2 separate regions of the Oryctolagus cuniculus genome follow, and region 2 is linked to region 1. Evidence: chromatin contacts called from public Micro-C data. All regions are on one chromosome and are shown on one strand. Each heading gives the region's core, a stretch centred on a gene start, on an enhancer-like site or on the middle of the called end of the contact. The rest is flanking DNA. Distances are from core to core; before and after follow the strand shown.

Region 1 (2,700 bases), core at 116-2,615:
GTTTAGATTAATTTCAGTATCTGATTCATTTTAGGTCTGCCATTAGTTGTCCTTTCTCATTCATGAGAGAGATTTGATAATGAGTGATTTTTCTTGGTACGAGAAAAGATTTTCCATGGTATGCTAGAAATTTCGAATCTATATTAAGAGGTGCTTTCCCCCCTGTTGATACCTTCTATGTAAACTGGCAGTCACCAAATTGAGTTTAGCATGTGGGTTCTCTCTGACCTCCCTGAGATGCTGACATCACTGCTGGATGCAGGGAGGGTCTCTGCTACCACAGGCTTGGCGGCCCACCCTGGCTCTGCTGGTAAAGCTGCTGTGGACAGCGTGGGCCCACCCCTTGTGGCAGGTTGAGGCAGGAGATGCGCTGGCTTGCTAGGCCTTTGCCAGCAATATTTTTTAGACAGACTGGGCCATGGCTAAATCTCAGTAGGGTGTCCTCCACTTCTGACTCCTTGGGCCAAAGAGGCATTCCCTTCTCTCTCTCCCTTTTTTCCTTCCTTCTTTCCTTCCCTCACCCATTCCTGTTGGTAGTTGAGAGAGTAACAGGGCCCTCCAGTGCCCTGTCCTCCTCTATGGGGGCTAGATGGAAAGCCAGAGAACTTGCTGTGGTGGTGTCAGAAAGTCCCAAGGCCTCAGGAAATCTTCCTTCTTCTTTCCTACTACTCAGCATCCTTTTGTGATGGTGTGTGCAATTACTTCCAGGTATTTAATTGCACTTACAGGCAAGCAGCAAGTAAAACTGAGTTTATGTCATTTCATTCCAGAACTGGAGCCACTAAAAGCTTTTATCAAACGCATTGGTTCATTTATTCTTAAATAGTTCATTAAGGATGTAAAATGAAAACAAGTGAAGTAACTCGTTCAAGTGATCCAGAAAATCAGGGGCAAAGCAAGGTAGTACCCTCAGACTGCCTCCAGAAGCCCCAGTTCTTGCTTTAGCCTCTCCGTGGCTACCCCAGAACAGTTCAGAGAGGAATTCTCGTGCCCTTCCTGCATTAACACACATAAGGATCCATTCCTACCAGAGGGTGGAGGGAAAGGAACCAAGTAGTTTGCAGAATCTGATCTTCCATTTGTGAGTCCCTCTCCTATGGCATGAAGCTCCAAGGGAAAGTCAAACTGAAGCAAATGCATAGCGTTGGTTAACAGGGTGCTGGCCAAAAACATCAAACACAAAGTGATTAAGAGGATCCACGTGATTCTGCTAGGAACCGCATTTTCGGGCCTGAGGCAGGCACGTAGTAGGCCTTCAGAAAATACCTGTTCCTTGACGGAAACCTGCCACCGTGAACACTAAGAGGGGACTCGGCTCAGACCACCTCCTGCCAGACAGGGCACCGAAGAACAAGCAACCCCACCATGACACCCTGTGGAATATCCAAGATACTGCAGTATACCAGCGCTTCCACAGCCCACATTCAATGAGGTAGGGGCACAGCAGGAAAAACAGCAAAGTGTAAAGGTCTAGAATGCTCCTTTCTCACCCTTTCTCAGCCCTACCCCAATTGAGAAGGTACTGTACAATGTAAGTGCCTGCTTCCCATGCCGGGTGCTTATCCGAATTCCAGAGCATTTATATGATTTCCTTTCTCTTTAAAGCTAATTTTAAAATGTGATCCAAAGCCTTAACCAAGACAACATGTTCTCAAATAGTATGGAATTTTCTGTAATTTTTCCTTTAGTCACAAAATGAATAGGCAGCAAATTTAAAACATCCCCCAAATTGTTCTAAAACAGAACACCATGAGAAAGTCCAGTGATAACATAACAGGCAAAGTCCCAGGGAGCCTCTAGAACTATCTGTGATGTGAAAATATTAGTAAATGAGCGCCACAGACCAGATCTTCATTGTTTGCTAACCACGGCTAACCTCACCAAGAGAACAGCAAGGTGGTTAAGAGATCTAGAGCATCTGCAAAGAAAAAAACTCCTAATACCACATAAAATCGTTTCTACTGGAAGGCAGGATAATCAGAATTTACTTTTGTTTTCCATTAAAAAGAATAACCTGAAATGACATCAAGTTTATTATGCAAAAATCCCATTTTTTTTTTCATGGATACCTCCCCCCACACTGAAAGAAAAAGCAGGGTATACACAAGAGGATTATTGTATGAAGCAAAAGTACATTTGCACACATACTGAACAGGAAATGATTAAGTTTTTTATGACACTAATTTTATCTGCAAGTTATAGCTATATATGTTATATAACTTTGGGATCAAGTTTCATCCATCCATACATCTTTCCTTCTTGCGGACTTCTTTATTTATTCAAATAGTATCTGACATCAGGAAAATTGGTCTGCTTATTGGAAGACTTACGACATTCAGAAGAAAAAGAGGAATTAAAAAGGAAATTATGGGACAAATAGAGAAATATAGACTCTTTAGAAAATTCTAAAGGGTAATTCTGAAAGATACAACTGACCTGAAGATTTCTGCTGATGTATTTTCTTTTAATAATTATAGATTTATAATTATAATTACCCACTTTCCACTGTACTCCAAATGTGAGACTTAGTTGACAAGCTACTACCTGCCTTTCATGCTTGCTTTATTGCTATTTAATTCCTAGACTACATTTCAATTGCAATTAACTTTAAAATTGAAGTGCATCCTATAATTTTTGGCTATTTAAATAATGAATATGTTAGTAATTAAAAATTGTCATTAAGATCACTAAAGAAAAAAA
Region 2 (2,700 bases), core at 26-2,525, 580 kb before region 1:
CACAGGGTGGGGAGGAGGAGGGGGGGTTGGGAGATGTGCGTTCAAGATTGTCGGGAACTCCCGAGCTGGGGCCCCGAAGCATGTCAGCAATACTTGGCTTTGAGCACACAGATGCTTTTTCTGCTTGTCCTCATGACAAAGTATGGCAAGGCCTGCATAAACCTCTTCTGTTTAAACGGCACTCAGAAAACGGAGGTATTGTGTATCCCCATCCCGCCAGCTGGCTCCTCGGTGAGCGCCCTCACTCCCCGCCTTGCCCCTCTCGCCTTCTACCTGAACAGATATTTCCGAAACCCACCCCAGGGGAAAGAGGGAAATGGCGGTTTCTGGGGGAACCGGCCTGTGGCATTTGAGAGAGTGACTCACTTTGGCCCACAAACCGGACCCATCTGCCTTGCGAGCACACGAATACCGAAAGCAGAGCCAATTAGACGCGGGGAGGAGAAAGCAGTTCCTCCCAGCTGAGAGAAGAACGGAGGGACAAGCATACACACACTGAAGAAGAAAATCCTCCACGCTGTGGACATGCTCAAAGGGCTCCTTATGCGGCTGTCAAGGACCCAAGACAGGGCACTGACAAGGAACAAACAGCCAGGGCTCTGACTGCAGGAACCCTCGGGGAGTACTGCGCCACGGCCATGGCCATGAGGCCCCCACGGAGGGCCACTGGGCTTCCTCAAGTCCACCTCCTCTGGCTCAAACACTTCTCTGCCTGGACTCTGCTATCTGCCCACAACGCTGCCTGCTTCCAACTCTGCAGGTGAATAACCTCAAGCGACAAAAAAATAAAAGTGGAAATTCACTTTTATTACCCAGAAATTTTATAGATAAGCTTACAATGACTGGAGAAGTCAATTTCTGTTCCCTTTCATTGCATGATGCACTACAACCATACAGCTGAACAGGGGCCCCACAGAAAACAGCCTAGATTTATAGGTTCTGATTCCCTATGGAGCTGAAGATAAGCTGTACAATATTAGCAAGTGAAAAGAAAACTGATTTTAAAAGTATATACAAGTAAATGATATCACATGCATACATATTAGATAAATGCACCCACACTTATCATCCAGCTTTAAATGCAGCCTCACACAAACCAATTAAAAAAAAAAACCAGTATGCACATAGAATGAACTTACCACCAAGAATTGGCTTCTATTACAACCTGGGCGAAGGAAAAAAATACGGCCAAAGCCATTACGAAGAACTTGGAAGACATTGCACTTCCAGCAGTCCCCAAAGCAACGCCTGGGCTTAATATTCCAATGGACTTCTGGAGAGGGAAGAAAGGATCGTATGTTTATTGCCTCTCAGATAATTCTCAAGCATACAAGTTTAAACAACGGAAGCATCTGGGGTCTCTTAAGTTTACTGTTGATTGACTGCGCTTCTCCTCCGTGAGTTGTTTGATGGCAGAGATATAGGCAGTTTCTTTTTCCAAATTAATCCACCCACGCAACCTCACCAGGAAATCTGATTTCGCTGGGATCCTGCGCGCCGGGCACGCCAGCGATTACAAACATGTCTCAATGCTGTGCAAAGCCCCCGGTGCCAGGCGCTGCCTCCTTCCTGCTTCCTCCAGTCCCGCACCCCCTCGCTCCCCGCTACTTCCAGCTGCGCTGGGTCCCGCCGCCACCCTAGTCCTCTCCCCGACCTGGGCTGAGCGACAAGTGGAGCCAGACTTAATTCCAGGGGCCAGAGGAGCGCGAAGGCGAGTGGAGCGCGCTGGCGGCGGCGGCAGCGGCTGCGGAGGAGGCGGGGTGGCCGGCGCGGGGGTGGGGGGTGGGGGCAGGACGCGGGAGGGAAGGGCAGGGGGTGGGGGGCGAGGCCCCGGGGACCAGTGCGCGCGAGAGTGCCCAGCTGGGAAATGCAGCTCCGAATTAACATCGTATGTTTCATAATCAGTTTACGGGATGAGCTGGAGAAAGCCACTTCCAGATGCGGAGAGCAGCGCGGCTTTCCATGAGGACGTTCTCAAGCCAGACTTGGGCTGGGAGAAGATGGGGGGCCTAGGGCCTAAGAGCCAGAGAGATCCTAACCGAAGAAACCGGAAAAGGGGGCCCCCTCCCACCGGTGGCCTCCCTACCCCGCCCCCAGCCTGAGAGAAGGGAAGCAAGTCCAGTAGGAAGAGGGGGCTCTGGTGCCCGTTGTCCTGGGACAGGATCCCCTCCTCGCCGGCCCCACAAACTGGCGTGTCACCCCCTCTCCTGGCAGCTGCCGCCGAGGGAGGGGACAGGGAGCTCGAGGGGCGTGGAGTTTCCCTTGGTCCTGGTCTGGGGTCGCCAGCCACTTCGCCATCATGCACGCACGGACAGCCTAGCCTTGGACCGCTGCCACCCCGCCTCCAGCTGGATCAGTTCCGAAAGAAAGGTGGGAGGTGCAGGACGAGGCCAGAGCCACTGCAGAGGAGTCCCCCGCGGGGCCAGAGAGGCGCTGGCTCCGGGTGCAGTTAGGCCCCTGGTTTCCAGGGCGCGGGCGGCCGGGCAGTGAAGGCGCCTTTCCCGAAAAGTTTCAGGGACAGGAGCCGGTCGGCCCTGGGGGCTCTCACGTCCGTTCCTCCCCACTGGTGACTTCTCCACCTGTAGGCGGCGGCGGCGGCGGCGGCGGCAGTGAGCCGAGTGCGGGTGGGAGGAGCGGGTTTCCAAAAGTCCCTTTTTCACGTCTTTGCTAAGTGTAACCCTGCTGCGCCACGCTGCGCTG

Evidence for each region. A called contact is a pair of places that touch in the nucleus more often than the background predicts.
Region 2: a Micro-C map of ear pinna shows a contact between it and region 1, with 11 times the contacts expected there. The contact joins the promoter of WNT5A here to the enhancer-like site in region 1. A contact is called at or near these places in 2 of 6 Hi-C or Micro-C datasets (ear pinna and an unstated tissue).

The regions. Positions count from the first base shown.
Region 1 is chr10:93,852,191-93,854,890 of mOryCun1.1, reverse strand. All of the region lies in intron 9 of ERC2 (ELKS/RAB6-interacting/CAST family member 2), which reads right to left. Among named protein-coding and RNA genes, the nearest start is that of ERC2, 460 kb to the right of the region's middle. Within about 2 kb of position 1,365, at least 2 of the 8 cell types and tissues checked have an H3K27ac peak or open chromatin away from gene starts, as enhancers often do.
Region 2 is chr10:94,432,047-94,434,746 of mOryCun1.1, reverse strand. It overlaps WNT5A (Wnt family member 5A), which reads right to left and starts at 1,275. Exons shown (of 4, transcript NM_001082665.1): 1 at 1,140-1,275. The coding sequence starts at 1,275.